Linked DNA regions of Mus musculus: regions 1, 2, 3, 4 and 5 are each linked to region 6. Evidence: chromatin contacts called from public HiChIP or PLAC-seq, Micro-C and promoter capture Hi-C data. All regions are on one chromosome and are shown on one strand. Each heading gives the region's core, a stretch centred on a gene start, on an enhancer-like site or on the middle of the called end of the contact. The rest is flanking DNA. Distances are from core to core; before and after follow the strand shown.

Region 1 (2,700 bases), core at 41-2,540, 220 kb before region 6:
GGAGGGGAACAGTTTCAACACGTCCAGAAGGTGGGGATATTTTTTCTTCTCCAGTTTTCGGGACAAAGAGGAAAAAAAAAATGAACATGGGTCTTTTTTTGTTTCCTTCCAGGTTTTGTCTTCTGGACGACGATGTCCAAAGTTCACTGGTTAAGTTTCTCCTGTTGGGAGTCAGGCACCCATTCAATGAAATTCTTCTCCCATTAGCAATAGGGTTTTTAACATGCCCTTTTACACACACCAGGCTCCTGTGAGGACATTTTCCCCTCAAAAAGTCACCCTGCATTTTGCAAGTGGAGTGAAACTTTGTACATAAACTTTCTAAAGTTTGCTCTAACGCAGTTAAAACTTTCAAACACACATGCACAAACTGTCAATCAAAACTTCACGGACAGCCCTTAGAGGATGTGTCCCAAGCATGCTGTCACCCATTTGTTATGGCCCTCTGGGGCTCGGTTAAATCAGGGAAATATGATTAACTTAGAGGAGCAGGCAGAGAGGACAAGTATCTGGGGCCCTGGGTCTCCCTAGGGCCTAACCCCTAGGTATGGGGAACAGAGTCCAAATCTGGCCTAGCTAGAGACAGCCACGAACAAAGCCAGGGAACTAAGACATATTTAGAAAACCTCAATTCAAGTTCAGCGCAGCCCCCTCCTCAGCCTGCGTGGCCATGCAGAGTTCTGCCAAGGCCGGGCTAAGAGGCTTCCAACCAAAGTCAGAACCTGGGGATCTGCGGACTCACAGAATCCGGCCCAGCACCCTCTCTGGACAGGGTCAGCCGGCACATCACACACACACCGGCCTGCAGTGTGGAGTGCACAGTCTGGATCCTAAACACACTCTCGTATGGAATTTGTACACTTTTGCCCGTGCACGTGTGCACACACTCACTCGGGAACGTTCAGACACGTGGGCACACGTACTCCTTGGCATCCACGGTAAACACTCGATAAACGGATAAACCGAAGCCGAGCCCGTCCACCCGCACTGGTCCACCCCAAACTCACAGCCCGGGCCCCTGATGTGCACACGCACGCACTCCCGCGCAGCTGGGCGGATGGAGCCCGCCGCGGACACCTCGGCCTCCTGCGGGCGTCCCCGCCGACTCCCCGGGCACGCGCGCGCGCCCACAACGCCTCGGGTGACAGTCCCACGCCCTGGCCCGCGCCCCTCGCTGGTCCCAGGCCACTCACCGGCGCTGGCGGCTCTCTCGGCGGCGGGCGGAGCGCGGGTCACACGCGAGTTGGCGGCGCTGCGGCCGCAGCTAGTCCGCTTGGTTCAGCCGCCGCTTCTGCGCGCGCCCGCGCGCCCGCCCCTCCCCGCCGCGGGGCCGCGCCGCCCCCTGCGCCCGTGCGCGCGGCCGCCACGCAGGCTAGGGGGCGCCGGGGGCGCGCTCCCAGCCTGGGTGCCTGATCGTCCAACTCAGGTTGGAAGACTGAGCCTCAGACTCCAAACCCTGGGCACTGAACCCCTCTGCGCGGGCTCTAGACTTTATAAGATGCAGATTCGCTGGGTAACCAATTCGTGGACCCTTCCCCACACCCATGGATTCCTCATCAGCTGACATTGCTCCTCTCACAGCCCTCGCAGGACCGAAATTGACCCATTCACAGAGTGCAGCAGGAGGTGAAGTTCAGTTGATAGCATGCTTTCCTAATCTCAGCACTAGGGAAATTGGGCACCTGTAATCTCTGAATTAGGAAGGCTGAGGCAAAAATGTCTGAAATTCATTCATTCTTGGCTATATAGCAAATTCCAAGCCAGCCTGGGCTACATGAGATGTTGTCATTCATATTATATATATATATATATATATATATATATATATATATATATATATATATATATATATATATATGTATATATGTATATATGTATATATGTATATATATATATATATATATATATATATATATATCAGTGTGTACAATAGTACAGTGTACAAATAGTGCCCAGTACAGTTCCAGAAGTAGGCACCTAGGATAAATCCAAGTCCCTGCCCTCAAAGTGCCAGTATCTCCTGGGGATACTGCCTTCCTGGGAACTCCAGGCCAGCCAAGCATCAGTGTGCAGAAGGTTTTTAGGAGTAAGTGGGCCAGCCAAATACCCAGGAGCCTGGGGGTGGGGGTGGGGGTGGAGGTGGGGGGAATGACCTGAGTTTGATCCTCCAGACCCACACAATGGAACAAAAGAACTCCAGCAAATTGTCTTTAACCTCCCCATGTCTTCCAAATTCACACCAAGTGTTGTATGTTAAAAACAAAAAACAAAACAACAACAACAACAACTGCCTTCATCTATGCATACTTAACAACCCCACTAGGATGTCCAAGCTTCTCTGGGGAGCAATTAAGGTGACTCCCACTTCCCCTCAGGAAGGGATGCTCGTAGCTGGGACAGGTATTGCTGCTTCTGAGTGTTCTAGACTGTCTGTGTGCCCAAGCACCTGCCATCTGTCCATTAATCTGCTGTACATGTCTGGGCACGGGATAGCAACCTGCTGAGTATTCAGTTAACTAGTCTACTTGAGTCCACAGTAATCAGGCCCACAACCTATATTACTCCCCCTGCCTGCCTCATGATGTTCAGCCATTGTGAGGGTGGCATCATGCCACCCATGTGCCCATTTCTTAGATGGCTTTAATGAGGCCTGTGAGCAAAGTCCCCCAGGTGGTGAGTGGTTGAACTGGAAGCAGATGA
Region 2 (2,700 bases), core at 107-2,606, 220 kb after region 6:
GGTCTTCATGTAAATTTTTGTAGTTACTCATGTTACTCATTAGAAGGCAACTGTCTTGCTCTTTCCTACTGTATGACTTTAAGAAATTATATTAGAGGATCTGGTTTCTGCCAAGAATTTTACTGACTGGGTATCCTTTTCCAAAGTTGGATTTTTAATGTTTCTTTTTCAAAGTTTGTAATTATAGTCATATCTTGAGAGGGTTTTATAATGTGAATTTTTGGCTTTTGTAATATTGCAAAGGTCTTCCCCTGGCTTCTAATAAACAACAATCCCTAAACATAAAAAAATCAGGATGGCTGAGTGGTGGAGCTTCTGTCATGGTTGCAGCAGAAAGTGACTAATGGCAATCTGGTATTGCACTTCTGATCACTATGTCCTGGATTCCCAATTCCTCTGGTGTTCAGGTCTGAGTTCATCTGTTCTGCTGAAGTGTGCAGTAGAGGAAAGTTCAGCTTCACCAAGTGGCTATTTTTAATTATGGTACAGGATGTATGGCTTTCTCCCTGTGGCTGCTTAGATTTCCCCAAGTATTGCACTTTTTGCCTCTTTTTGGACATTCCTAACTTTACCATAGCTCCACATGCAGAAACTTAGCCTTAGTGGTCATTTAGCACCTCTGCCCAGGAACCTGAATTATGTTAGGAAATGAATGAAAGATTGCTGCTAGACAATTTGTTCCATTTTTGCCAACAGCTTAAAAACACTAATGGAGTTAGTGTACTGTGTGTAAACTGTCCAGAGGACAATTGACTATAGTACTTCTTTGGAGAATGACTACCTGTTGGAATAGCAACTCATGGAGACTAAGTTGTTACCCTGATCTTTGAAGCCATGTGCTTTCAGCAAGTTACCTAGCTTTTCTATGCTCTACTTTCCTAAACCATTTTCTGGCATCTACTTGAAATCACTGAGTCAAATTCTAGATGATTTCCTGGCATTGGTAAATCCCTAAATTAACAGAAGTCCTTATGATATTTTAATCGCTTTGCTGTATCTTGAGCAGCACAGCAGCAAAGGTTCTTGGAGCTAGGATCTTGTCATGCTTGGACAGATTATGTTTTCTTATTCAAGATTACTGTGGAGAATTCTGCTTTCCTCTGCCCAGCACAGAATTGCTGCTACGAAATTGGGTAGAGGCAGAGGTTTTCTTCTGAGTAGCACAGTCTAACGGATGGGACGGATTGCTGTGGCCTAGGGAAACAAGAGAGAGTTTACCCGGCTTGCACAGGTTCTTCCTTTACTTTCCTTAAAACCTTCAGCTTTACTTACAGAAACACTATGAGAACTGTCTTAGTGAGAGAGCCATGCAGTCACCAGAAGTAACTGAGAGCAGACCAGCTTCCTGTCTGACTTTGTTGTCAACTCTCCTTGCTCAGGTCTGCCTTGTACCCAAAGGAGCCTTTGAACATGAGCTGTCTGGAGCAATCTCTGGCCTTATCACTTATTTTAATGTTTCTTGCACAGGGTCACTCTTGGATGTGGTGCTCTGGGCAGTCTCACCCCAGAGTGCTTCCCTTCCTTTATTTAACCTCTGACCTGTGAAAACAAGAGTTAATCAAGAGTTCTAAGGTAGCTAAGAGGAAGGGGAAGTGTTTGGTTACAAATTAAATATGAACAAGTCATAAGTCATAAATCCCCAGTAGTGCTACCCGTTGTGCGTCTCAAGTTGCATATGGCCCAGAGTGTTTGAGTTATAAATTCAAGTTCAGAGCCCTCTGATTGCTTGGGGGTAGGTGCTAGATTCATTTTCTCTTGGCTCCAAGCTTTTTGCCTTCCAAAACATTAGTTTTAATGGGCTAGCTACCTTCATACTTTGCCTTTTCACCTCATGCTTGCCTCTCTTTTCTCCCTTTACCTGCCTGCCTGCTTATGCTGATTGGTGTGCTGTTCTGTGAATTGAGACAGAAATGTTTCTCTGAAAGAAGTTAAGCATATGGAAAAAGTCGCCAAGGAAAGGCACTGAAGCATTGAACATAAATGGCTTTAAGAGACAGCTAGACACTTTTATAGAGAGATTTGCGATGGAATGAGAGAGCATTCAAGCAGAGATGTGGGTGCCGATGAAATAAATGAGTGCTGTTCATGGAAACTGGGTACCTTGTTTAATCTAATGCTTCCTTAAATGTCACCACAGCATGCACACAGAGCTTCATGCATTAGATTTAAGAAGACTACACAGCTTAAGAACCTGTGACATAAGCTATGGTCTTTCTACTAAGTTCTTGAAAATGTACATCTAGGTCACAACTTCAGGCACTGGAAACTTGAAATTCCCCCAAGATGTGCTCCCCCCACCCCCCGCATCTCCAATATAATGTGCACTCTAATTCCTAAAGCAAGGAAGAGTAGGGACATGACAGGTATCCCTGGGGCTGGCAAAGTAAGAAAACACACTGAATTGTTGGGAGGTAGCCAAAGTTGGGTTGCTCAAGGTACTTTATAGCTTCAGAGTTTTAGAGGCAAGCTTTGATTGTACCAGGGTGTTGCAGTGAGAATTGCAAGATAAGAATTCCATGTCTCATTTCAGTTTCACTACTCTTATGGAGCAAATAGGACTGAGAATACAAACTGGGCTAGTTTTGTGCTTTAATAGCCATACCATCATAAAAAAAGGTCATTCTGCTTCTGAGACTCAGTTTTATCTTCTGTAAAACAGGACAGTCCTCATACAGCTGCTACAACAAGTACTATATCAAG
Region 3 (2,700 bases), core at 25-2,524, 190 kb after region 6:
CAGTTTCCCAGCACCAGCTTACAAGTACCAGTAGCCAGTTCCAGGGAATATGATGGTTTCTTCTGATTTCTACCATTTGCACAGAATGCACACAAGCATTCTTGTCTGTGAACACACACAGAACAGATACTGTATTTATAAATTGCGCGCACACACACACACACACACACAAATATGCAGGTAAAACATTTATACATAAAACAAGTAAATCTTAAAATCTCTTCACTTGCTCTCTATTTTTTTTTTTTTTTGATATTCCTTATTGGCTGTTGGGCACAAATTTATTACTGCCTATCTTGAGTGCTTGTACCTGGGTAATTGCCAAAGCCAGAGGCTCTTCCTTCTGCTATCATTATTCCTTCATGTTCATAAGATAGAGACAGGCACATAGATTCTGTGAGCTTCTTCAGATTTAGATTTAATTTTAGGTAAGTTACTACTGAGCTGTCTTGGCTCTTTGTGTAATGGGATTCCTGATGATAGCAGCTACCCTATATCATTTCAAAACAAGAACTAAGCCACTGATAAAGACTAGTCATTAGTAACAACTTGAAGTTTTTATTGCACAAATATGTGTGGATGGGCCACACTTGAGCCAGGCCTCATATACAGAGATGGACTCATGAAGGAACATTGTACCACAGCGCAAACTTTGAAGTTGAAGTCTGCATTCACTCATAAGAAATCAGATTTTGGGCTGGAGAGATGGATCAGTTATTAAAGGCTAGGCTCACAACCAAAAATATAAGAAATCAAATTTTGCTGAAAATTAGTTTAAGCAAAAAATAGCAACTACATTTGGCTGTACAGTATTTCCTGCTTGCTAAATGCCCTGCCTAACTTTCCTTTTGTTATTTGTCATTTACCTGCAAGAAACCAGTTTTAAGCGATCACATAATTGCTCAAGTAAAAAAATCAACCTGAAGATGTACATGGCATAATTTGTGACTGGATTAAGTTATTCCCCCTTTGAAGTTGGCCACAGCCTAAAAGCACAAGTTGTTTACAAAGGAACCCATCGATTCTCCTTCTTTCTCTGGAAGCATCCGAGCAGTGAGACCCCGCACAGTCTGTTTGGCACAGTGGTGGCTCTCAGCTGGCCAGGCCCTCCTGCTGCTGAGCAGAGGATGCACCAGAGCTGGTTTGTGGCAGGGAACAGCCCACCTGCAGATCTGCTTGTGCTTAACTGGGGCCTTGCGACCGCGCACTACTACAGCCTGCTGTTTCAGTTGCAATATCTTTCCCTTAATATTTTCCATCTGGCCAACAATGACCTATAAAGACAGACACAAACCAGGATTTGAGTTATGAGGAGAGCGATGCTGAACCACTTCCAAAGCACACTGTAGAGCCTGTGGTCTAGGAAGCTGCCTTTGCATGCTGGAGAGAAGCAGACTTTTTTTCCCCAGGTCAGTTTGCAAAGCATTGTCACATCAGAGACCTGGGCTTTAAAGCTTTCAAGCATTTTAAAAGGCTTTGTAAAATCTGTCTGTGAATATCACTGAATGTTAGCATTTAACTCACAATTACACTACTGATAGTGAAGATTTTGAACAAGAATATAATGAGGGTCACAAGAGTGTTTCATATTCAACTTCTAAATTTTCAGTTCTAGCTGAAGCTTTGACAATTAGGCTTATGGCATAATTGGTGTCTTGTACTGAGAGGTCCTGCAATGGCAGGTATGTTTGATGGTAAAAGTAAAAGTGGGTTGAAATTGTGACTTCCGTAAGAATTTCCTGAAGATGGATTTGTTCCTAGCTTTTTTTTTTTCCAGCCATTTTAAATGGTAATCTATAAAGCTAATTTTATGCTTCTAAATTATTAAAAACCCATTGAAAATACTAGTCAAAATCTGAATTTCAAGTTTGGGTTTTGACAGTTTTGTCAAAGGCCTTGGGGATGATCTCTGTTTATCTGCTGTTTGGTTGTTGGGGGGCGGGTTATTGTTGTTCTCCTCAGGCTTTTAGTTGTTAGACTGTCCTTTAGAGGAAAGAGCAAACTGTACCTCTCCTGGTAGAGTACTACCTGCTCTCTAAGAGAATAGGATCCAGATTCTGAGCACCGAAGCACAGGCTCTGCAGCCTTGGGAGCTCTGCTACTCAGTCCTCAAGTCCATGCTGCCCCCCTCCGCCCCTCTCCAGTCTGTAGCCTCCCTTTTGTTTTGAATAAACCCAGCCTCTTGGAAGGAAGCTTGGGAGATGTTCTTGGTTTTGTTTTGTTTTTGTTTTTCTGTTTTATGATTTTGTGTTCCCCCTTCTTCCCTGCTTCTCCTCCCTGTCCACCCTTTCCTCCCTACTCCTCCTCCCTGATCATGCCTGGTGGTTGACTCTTTGTATCAGAGTTGAAGTCACATTTGGCCTGGAGCCAGCCACATTGAGCACACACTGTTTGCTTTTCAGTGCCATTAAAGAGTGAAATTCCTACTTCAGGCTCATTAGGAAATTTAGGTGTGCTAGTTTAGAGGTTGATTAGATATTCCACAGGTGTGCACTCTTGGATCCTCCCTCTTTTGGTCTGTCTTGATGAATGGGGCTCGTTTTATAGTGTGGCTGAATTATATCTGAGGGCTAAGATGAGAAATGCAGGTTAATTAGAAGAGCCCAATTGACTCTAAAAAATGGGAGTGGGTACCAAGTGCTAAGAATACAAAGCCTAGACTAGTCCAGTGCCTTTAAGAATAATGAACTAAGGAAAACC
Region 4 (2,700 bases), core at 125-2,624, 140 kb after region 6:
CCAAGAAATGAAGCCCATGACAATGAGCTTTAGAATAGCTTCAGTACTTAGGGCTTCTCTTTGAAATAGTGACCTAAGCTGCTGACTCCTGAGAATACATGATGATGAGTGAAAGATTTGATTGAAAGCTGCCTTGTGTGAGTTGACATTGTAAGGGAAAAGGACTTACAAACATTATGGGTCACAGAAAAAAATCTAGAAAATGTTCTAGAAAAGCCTTTGCTGGTCGCAAGCAGCCACAGGTAATTGCTAGTTTGTGTGTGTTGAAACTAAAGTAAATTAAACATATATATGAGGTTGAATTATTTTCTTATATTTTGCTAGCCTTTTGAAGAGATTAAAAAAGTGTAAAATATTGAATGCTAGATTTTAGGAAACCTCTTACATAGTTTTCTTATTTTGCTAGTGTTTCATATCACCTGCCTTCTGTCTCAGTAACAGAATGCCATCAGTGTGTTCTGACTGTAAGTTTCCTCAGTCCTAACTCCTCCTCCTGTCCTCCTTTCATTATAAGATTGGAGAAATATTAGTTGTGAAATAGAGATGGCTGTGCAGTGGAACCCTGTTTAATCATTCCTAAATAATACTCTTTCCAAAGCAGGTCTAATATTTACACTTTGATTCCTGTTTTCTGCTTGCAGTGTTTGTTGATGGTATCTTTCTAACATTCCCTGGCACTGGATAAATAAAGACTGCTATTTCCTTTTCAACATTTTCAGCTATTATCCTCATGTAAGAGCTAATAAGTGGAGGTTAGGTGAATACTAAACCATGATCCTGTCTATCAGAATAAGCTAGGAGCCTTGATTAACATGCCTTGTTAACTGATAGGTTCAGTTCCATACTGGTAGTGCTAGAATAATTTGTATAAACCAAGCAGTACAGATTCCTTATTTTAGCACTAAGACTTACAAAGGCTTCTTTTAGCAGCCTTTAATTTTGTACTTATGTATGTGACATAGCCTGTGGCTGTGATAGCTACTGTGAATCTGCAGTTGTTTGGGGATGAAAGGAGGAGGCAGCTGGAAACTCGGTAGCTACATCTAGCTGTCTACCTAGAGAAGGCCTTGATTTCAAGTTTATCCAAACAAGCTCGACTAATCCCAACTATCTAGGGGGATCCACTGTCAAAACAAGCAGCGTGGCCCTGAGGCAAACACAGCCATACAGAAATGAAGGCTGGGGCTTCCAATACTCTGATGACTGCATACTGGAGGCTTTTTTCCCCCCTGAAAGAGGGTAAGAGAGGTAGAATTTGCATAATGCCTTTTCATTGGAAACTTTTGGAAAGCTGACAGACCCCCAGCTTATAGATCTGTAGCCACAATACAGAGTCTATAGGAGAATCCTTGAATGACCTAACCATATTGAAAGGAAATATAAAAGCGTCCAAGTATAGCCAAGTGAGAGAGGAAAAGAGGCCGATGCATTGTCTAACATCTGCTGCACTTCTCGTTAGTTTTGTTCTTTGCTATTCTATGTGGACTTTGGAGAAGCCTAAGACAGCCTAACATGAATCCTATAATCTTCCTTCTGAATATTTATGTAGCGTGCCAGCTTCTAAGCTGTCCTTTGCGTTTTTCTACTTCCCCCTCATTTTCATGCTCTCAAATGAGGCCAACATTTCAAAAGCTAAATAAATGTTTGTGAATGTTTATAAAAGATTTGCATAAATTTGTCCTTGTCTGACAAAGATCACTTTTTTCTTATGCCAGTTCTGAAAAAAAAAAAAATTTTTTTTTAAAGGTTTTGGTGCTTGTCTTGACAACAAAGTCCCACATCCCAGAACAATGATTGCTGATTAAGTGGGTATGCAATTGTGGCTGAATAGGCTTTCAAGATACTGGGTTAAAAGACCCATCATCTGAAGGCTGAATTATAGAATTTAGAAAATGTTATCAGAGGTACACATTTAAATAGATTTTTATGGTACCATATCATTAGATAAGACAAAGAGTTCTTATGAGTTAAAAGAAAAGTATAACCGCCTATGGTTTAAGAAATTGTCCTGTATAAATTTTAATAATTAGAATGTTTCATTAACTTGGAATATCACCTCTCTTATGTTTGAACATGTTTAAAAATAATCTTTAGACCTTGAAGCATTTTTTTTTTTGGAGGCTGTAAATCTCCCAGCGGTATATGTGAATATGGGTACTGGGGTGGTGATCAGAGGGAGTTTAGTAGGCAGTCTTTTATGACATCTGAATGTTCAATCATACCTTGAGAAAATACAAACTCTATGAAATATGTGTCAGCGTTTAATTATAGGACATCCACACACACAGCACCCAGACACTTGTGCCACCAGTGTGTTTTCTGAACTCATTTATCTTTTAAAATTAGAATAGGTTTTGAGGGGTGGCAGGGGAAGTTGTGGGGAGAGGCGCTAATTTAGTTCCAAGGTATTGGAAGATTGGCAGCAGAGAGAGGTAACAGGCAGCTCTGTTCATCTCTTGGTTGTATTGGTGTAGAGGTTTAAGTTGTCATTAAGGCACAAACTAGAGCCACTTCTCTGACACAGTTTTTATCACATCTGCTAGGCTTGTGTCCCAAGAGGAGACGTGGGGAGCAGTGAATTCAGCATGGGCCCATTATCGACTGCTTTTTCGTGTGTTGTAAAAGGAGTGAGACCTCAGGGAGGCTTGGAGCCTCCTCCCGTGTAATGTCCAAGTCAGATTTGAAGGACTGGTGGCAGGA
Region 5 (2,700 bases), core at 79-2,578, 160 kb after region 6:
ATACATTAAACATTTGACTGAAGCTGGTGCATAGTAGACACTGTAATACCTCTGGTGTTGTGAACTGGTGCTGTGGCCATGGGAGTCACAGCAAGGCTTAAAAAAAAACAGCGTTTTGCCAGTCACCAAGTTGTATCTTAGGCAGCACTTGTCCCAGCTCTCATCTTCTATAAAAAAATGAGGTAGATAGAGTGCCTCTTTTAACATTGATGGCTGATTCACCTAGGTACCTGGGGCCCGAATTCTATCAGGCACATTGGAAAGTAGTGATGATTTTGATTTTTGGGGGACATTAGAGCAGACTCCTTTCTCTCCTTATATTCTTCCCCCTCCTTTCCTCTCTCCTTTTCCTCCATCCCCTTCTGTCCTTGCTTCCTCTCTCCCTTTCCTTTCCCTCCACTTTCTTGTCTGCTCCCTTGAAGTGTGTAAAATTTTAGCTCATTTACAAAGTTCCACAAAGGAAATGTAACAGGTTCAATGACTTGTGGTGATTAGATACTTTATCTGGAAACTTAGCACACATTCATCTCTCCCTTTGTTCTGTCTTCTCTACAGCCTCACAGTTAGCCAAGTTGGCCAGAACTTCACATTTGTGCTCACTGACATTGACAGCAAACAGAGATTCGGGTTCTGCCGCTTATCTTCAGGAGCCAAGAGCTGCTTCTGTATCTTAAGGTAAGGGAGAAGTGCCTCAGCCGTTGGCTGGTTCTTTGAAACAGTTGTCAGCTTTTGCATAGTCTTTCTGTAATTAAGTTTTCCAGCTGTTGTTTTGGTATCCTATCTGTTCCCCACAAGTCACTGGACTTGGGGAGAAGGACTTTGTGGTGTTACTCTTGCACTTGAGGCCCTGCAGATAATTGTATTTATTTATTTGCATCGCATCCCTTGGGTGGGAAGGGCTCATTGCTCCTTAGTGGTATGCAGAAACTGGAGAGTTGTCAGGGCTTCAGTCCCTCCTACTGTTATCTGGAGCTGTCAGAAATTAGTCTGTTAGGCTTCCCTGTGGACATTTTGTGTATGTAAGATTATTAATAAAGTATGTGTCTAGCTCAGGACAACCTGCAGGCGCTGATTGTGTGCTCCTTGGAGTAGCATACTTGCCCTCTTTGGGTCATTGTCTGAATAACTTCCCAATCTGGCTACCTCTGTAGAAGTTCCAGAAAAGTGCAGAAGTGTGAGAAGACATCTTCAGGCCTTCTGAAATCCCCTTGAACACCAGAGCCACACTTGCTTAATGCTCTGTTTCCTCTTGTTAGAGGGGTAAGGCATTCTGGGGTGGGAGGATGTGTGGAAATCCGATTTTGGAGCTGCTGGCTCTGTGGGCTCCTGCTGGGCGCCTCCTGAGGGGGAGGTAAAGGCATCCCACGCACTCTCTCCTCCTCTCTCCTCTCCTCTCCATCTGCCTCTCTTAAGTAGGTGTTACAGGGCTTTCTCTCTCTCTCTCTCTCTCTCTCTCTCTCTCTCTCTCTCTCTCTCTCTCTCTCTCTCTCTCTCTCTGTTGTGGAACAGCCAGTATGGGCATCAGAGAGGCATCCATGACACAACCCTGGCCCCATGCTTGGGCCCAGCCAGAGGTAAAAGGCCAGGCTCTATGTGGATTCTAGAAGGAGCATTTCTCTTCTGTAATAGTCTGCACTTTGTTCACCTTCTCACTGAGTAAAGGACCTCCCAACATATCTCACTCCCCAAAGCCACACACCAAACTAGGACAAAAGGGCCCAATTTATGAGGTTTCTTTGCTCCTGTCAGCCTGGTCCACAGCTCTACATTTCTCTACAAAGATCTCAGTGTTTTTCTTCCTAGCTAGTGAAGTCAACTTCTTAGCATTTCTGGTTTGGGGACCAGAGTCTTCAGGATGGGTGTTTTTTTTTTTCCCCCAAACGTCTGGGAATGGACAACCATTTATTTAAAACTGTGAATTTAATATTCCAAGAGTGTGGCTTAGTGTTGTAGGGCTTGCCTATATGCATAGGCCCTGTGCTTGATCCCCAGCATCACCACCAAAAATAAACAAATAGGTATATCAGTAAGTGTATGTGCCTTTGATTCTGGTGTTCAGTTTTATATGTCCACTATGGATTTTGTGTTTGAGAGAAGCCAGGTATGATGGCTATTTTTGGTTGTCAACTTGACTATATCTGGAATTAACTATAACCCGAATGGCAAGACACAACTGTGAGAGTTTTTCTTAATTAAATCTTTTGAAGTGGGGTCTCACTTCCACTCTGGATATTTGAGGTGGGAAGACACACTTTAAATCTGGACCACACCTTCTGCTGTAAGCCCAGATAAAGGACACAGAAGAAGGAAGCTCTCTTTTTACAGCTTGCTCAAGTTCATTCCTTTACTGGCATCTACTTCTTCCAGGATTCTGCAATATACTGAGGACCAGCTGAGACATCCAGCCTTGTAGACTGAACAACTACTGGATTCTTAGACCTTAGACAGCCATTGTTGGGCTTATTCTCTGGACTACTTCCTTTAAGTCATTCTACTAAATTCCCCTTTCTCTATATATTCACCCTGACCAATACAGATTGTGGTACCAGCATCAGAAGTGTAAGGTTGAATTTTTTTAATTATCTGGAACAGATTTTCCAATTTGCCAACACCTACAGATACTAAAGCCCCCAGTTACTGAAACCTTTCCTGGGAGCTCAGAGAGTACTGAAAGCCCATGCTGTGAACTGTTTTACAAAC
Region 6 (2,700 bases), core at 3-2,502:
ATGGAAGAGGCCACCCTCCTGAATTAAACTAATCTGGAAACTCCCTCAGATATTTCCAGAATTTTCTCACCTAGGTGATTGGTTATAGAATCTGGTCCTCACAGCAAAATAGCCACCATCTTCACATCAGCTGTGCCTGCTTGCAGAAGGTCATCAGGAGCAGGCCTGTTGGCTGTTAACAGTTTCTCAGAGGGGACTCCACCCGGTTCTCCCAGCCATTTGTATGCAATCTACTCTAATTGCACATTCCTCTGGGCCCAGGGAGGTGCTGTAGTACACAGATTGTAGTAGTTTATAGGAGGTTAACTAAAGAAAACTGTATATATGTCTACAGGAAGCTTTCGGTCATAGAAGGGTAGGTTTTTGTTTTTGTTTTTCAAGACAGGGTTTCACTGTGTAGCCCTGGCTCTCTTGGAACTAGTTCTGTAGACCAGGCTGGCCTCAAATTCACAGAGATCCACTAGCCTCCCCTACTCAAATGCTGGGATTAAAGAGTCTTGGGGGGAGGGGGGCGGGAACACGGACAACGACGACGATGATGGTGTGCACTTTCCAGTGCAGCTGCTTTGGAGTCACCCACACTCCTGTAAGCAACCCCCACTCATGCTTTCTAAGAAAGTCCAATAAAGTCATTGGTTCCACAGGTTAAACATTTGGACTAACTCACCCTCAGCACCTGGCATGCAGTTCTATGATACCCCATTTCCTGGGATGGGCCGGCTTTTCTCCCAAGCTCCTACTTATGGAGGTATTAAAAAAACAAAACCAAAAACAAAACCAAAAAAACAAACAAAAAAACCAACTCTTTAAAGCTAAACATCCATGGTCTGTGAACTTCAGTTTTCAAATTCGGGAAACCAGAACCCTGAAGCCTGACTCAGTGAAACTGGAGTCATTGTGAGTTCCTGAGAGGGGAGGACAACTGTTTCCTCCAATTCAGACACCCCCCTCCCCGAATTTTAGCCTGTCAAAAATTCTCCACTTGAGGAGTGGACGAAGGCTTCTTTAGTGGCCTCTGGGGACACGATGGAAGTTCCTTCAGGTCGCTTTGGGTGGATTCTGATGAAAAGCAGTGGGACAAAGGTCCCTAGGTCTCTTCTCAGAGAAGCCACAGACCTTTCGGGTAGACCACTGTCCTGCTGCGCGCTTCCCGCCCCCCGGGGCCACCCTCACGCGAGTGGACTACACTTCCCAGCAGCCCCCGCGGTCAGCGGCGCGGGCGGGAGGGGGCGGCGGTGTGAGAGACGGAGGGGGCGGCGCGCGCCGGGTACGCGCGCGGGCGACCATGGCGCTCGCCCGGCTGGAGCGAGTACTTTAACCCCGGGAGGCGACAGCAGCTGCGGCGGCCGGGGAGCGAGCCTCGAGCGGGCGGGCCCCTGCCTGAGGGAAGGGAGGAAGGGGCGGGGAGAGCTCCTGAGGGAGGCCTGTCGGCCGCGGGCGGGCGGGCAGTGCAGTGCAGCGCAGCACCGAGCGGGGCCCGCGGGTCCATGAGGAGGCCCCGGGACCATGGGCTCCAGGATCAAGTGAGTGCGGCCGGGCGGAGCCGGGCGCGGGGGAGGCGAGGCTGGGCTAGAGCTGCAGGCCGTGGGCCGCGCTTGGGGGACTTGTTGCCCAGACCGGAGGGGCGCCCCGCGTGGAGGCGTCAAGCGGGGAGGGGGACGGTTGCCATGGTGATGCGGGAAGGCTCGGGGACGGGGTGCGTGTGGGGTGGAGGGGCGCGGATGATCAGATGCCCCCTCCTCACCTGAGGGCGGGAACTGCTGACGCGGTGGCTCCCTAGGCGGGATGTACAGAGCCCCAGAAAACTGTCAGACTGCTGCTGGGAGAGGGGAGGTCTCCGGAAGCAAGTCTTCATAAGGGTGTGTTTGGGGGCGACCCCGAGAGTTGGCAGGTCCTGAGAGGTTGCAGCCTGTCTGCGTGAGGCCTGTAATCATTCCAGAAGTGGTGTGAGGTTCTTAGAGGGAGGGGGCTTCTGGGACATTTAAGGCCTGGATGGCCTGCCTGCACAGGAAGGCGCTTTGCCTTTGCTGACTCTTCCTCTTATCTGAGTCTGCACACAAGCCAGGGCCAAAGGCTATGAAGGAAGACACCTTTAGCTGTCACTGAGCACCTGATTTTGAAAAGGTTTTGCAATCCAGTCAGGCACATTCCCTTACTCCTTCTTCATTTGCTTGGAGCCCCTGGTTGAGGCTTCGTTTTCTCGTGAAAATGCTGATACTTGTAACTTAAGTACCCACCGAAACATTAGAAGTTGTCTTTGGGAATTACAACTTTTCTGTGGTCCAATTTGGGTGTTGTTGCCTTGGTCTCTATCTCCCCTCCCAGCTAAGACCAATTCTGGCCACTCCCTTCCTCAGCCCTAGGACTCAGATGCTTACTCTCTTTCTCTCTCTCTCTCTAATCATTAGCAAATGCTCACTTTTTCTCTATGACTAATAGAATTGCTTAAGGACATTGAAAAACAAAGTTGACAGCATAGGCTTTTCTGGAAAACAGCATTCATAAGACACCATAAACCCTCTTATAGGAAAGTCCGTGGAATGTGATTATTTCAGCATTTTGAGAATTGTACTAGGGAAGTTTGAAAGAGGAAGGGCCTCAAGGGCAAAAAATCTAATAATTATTCAAACATTGCATCGCATGTCCAAGTGATGCACATGCAGTGTGACCCTTGCCCAGCTGTTCAGTCTCTTCAGCGGT

The links. Promoter capture Hi-C pulls out the DNA fragments that hold promoters and counts their contacts. Hi-C and Micro-C count contacts between places; a contact is called where the count stands out from the background. HiChIP or PLAC-seq counts read pairs in DNA pulled down with a chosen protein or histone mark.
Region 1: a FOXA1 HiChIP or PLAC-seq map of pancreatic cancer cells shows a contact between it and region 6. The contact joins the promoter of Nek6 here to the promoter of Dennd1a in region 6. A contact is called at or near these places in 4 of 484 Hi-C or Micro-C datasets (CD8 T cells, adipose-derived mesenchymal stem cells, embryonic stem cells and 1 more), 1 of 115 datasets of contacts at active chromatin or transcription factors (pancreatic cancer cells) and 2 of 9 other capture datasets (adipose tissue and liver).
Region 2: a contact with region 6 is called in an H3K4me3 HiChIP or PLAC-seq map of embryonic limb bud, with 2.1 times the contacts expected there. The contact joins the enhancer-like site here to the promoter of Dennd1a in region 6. A contact is called at or near these places in 2 of 484 Hi-C or Micro-C datasets (CD4 T cells and embryonic stem cells), 4 of 115 datasets of contacts at active chromatin or transcription factors (embryonic limb bud, embryonic stem cells, kidney and 1 more) and 1 of 9 other capture datasets (liver).
Region 3: an H3K27ac HiChIP or PLAC-seq map of neural progenitor cells shows a contact between it and region 6, with 4 times the contacts expected there. The contact joins the enhancer-like site here to the promoter of Dennd1a in region 6. A contact is called at or near these places in 3 of 39 promoter capture datasets (the 3T3-L1 cell line, hippocampal neurons and liver), 7 of 115 datasets of contacts at active chromatin or transcription factors (astrocytes, bone marrow-derived macrophages, embryonic limb bud and 3 more) and 2 of 9 other capture datasets (adipose tissue and pancreatic islet).
Region 4: a contact with region 6 is called in a promoter capture Hi-C map of liver. The contact joins the enhancer-like site here to the promoter of Dennd1a in region 6. A contact is called at or near these places in 9 of 39 promoter capture datasets (the 3T3-L1 cell line, 3T3-L1-derived adipocytes, the HPC-7 cell line and 5 more), 5 of 484 Hi-C or Micro-C datasets (the Ba/F3 cell line, the G1E-ER4 cell line and liver), 5 of 115 datasets of contacts at active chromatin or transcription factors (bone marrow-derived macrophages, cardiomyocytes, fibro-adipogenic progenitors and 2 more) and 3 of 9 other capture datasets (adipose tissue, liver and pancreatic islet).
Region 5: a Micro-C map of the G1E-ER4 cell line shows a contact between it and region 6. The contact joins the enhancer-like site here to the promoter of Dennd1a in region 6. A contact is called at or near these places in 1 of 39 promoter capture datasets (hippocampal neurons), 5 of 484 Hi-C or Micro-C datasets (the Ba/F3 cell line, the G1E-ER4 cell line and olfactory sensory neurons), 7 of 115 datasets of contacts at active chromatin or transcription factors (astrocytes, bone marrow-derived macrophages, embryonic limb bud and 3 more) and 2 of 9 other capture datasets (liver and pancreatic islet).

The regions. Positions count from the first base shown.
Region 1 is chr2:38,510,287-38,512,986 of GRCm38.p6, reverse strand. It overlaps Nek6 (NIMA (never in mitosis gene a)-related expressed kinase 6), which reads right to left and starts at 1,290. Exons shown (of 10, transcript NM_021606.3): 1 at 1,194-1,290.
Region 2 is chr2:38,067,182-38,069,881 of GRCm38.p6, reverse strand. All of the region lies in intron 5 of Dennd1a (DENN/MADD domain containing 1A), which reads left to right. Among named protein-coding and RNA genes, the nearest start is that of Dennd1a, 220 kb to the left of the region's middle. Within about 2 kb of position 1,356, at least 23 of the 459 cell types and tissues checked have an H3K27ac peak or open chromatin away from gene starts, as enhancers often do. A contact at or near this core is called in embryonic limb bud, where this site is marked.
Region 3 is chr2:38,099,000-38,101,699 of GRCm38.p6, reverse strand. All of the region lies in intron 5 of Dennd1a (DENN/MADD domain containing 1A), which reads left to right. Among named protein-coding and RNA genes, the nearest start is that of Dennd1a, 190 kb to the left of the region's middle. Within about 2 kb of position 1,274, at least 29 of the 459 cell types and tissues checked have an H3K27ac peak or open chromatin away from gene starts, as enhancers often do. A contact at or near this core is called in embryonic limb bud, hippocampal neurons and neural progenitor cells, where this site is marked.
Region 4 is chr2:38,142,960-38,145,659 of GRCm38.p6, reverse strand. The region is part of intron 3 of Dennd1a (DENN/MADD domain containing 1A); the gene reads left to right. Among named protein-coding and RNA genes, the nearest start is that of Dennd1a, 140 kb to the left of the region's middle. Within about 2 kb of position 1,374, at least 39 of the 459 cell types and tissues checked have an H3K27ac peak or open chromatin away from gene starts, as enhancers often do. A contact at or near this core is called in the G1E-ER4 cell line and liver, where this site is marked.
Region 5 is chr2:38,124,504-38,127,203 of GRCm38.p6, reverse strand. Dennd1a (DENN/MADD domain containing 1A) reads left to right here. Exons shown (of 23, transcript NM_001362973.1): 5 at 556-675. Among named protein-coding and RNA genes, the nearest start is that of Dennd1a, 160 kb to the left of the region's middle. Within about 2 kb of position 1,328, at least 16 of the 459 cell types and tissues checked have an H3K27ac peak or open chromatin away from gene starts, as enhancers often do. A contact at or near this core is called in the G1E-ER4 cell line and hippocampal neurons, where this site is marked.
Region 6 is chr2:38,285,936-38,288,635 of GRCm38.p6, reverse strand. It overlaps Dennd1a (DENN/MADD domain containing 1A), which reads left to right and starts at 1,252. Exons shown (of 23, transcript NM_001362973.1): 1 at 1,252-1,523. The coding sequence starts at 1,507.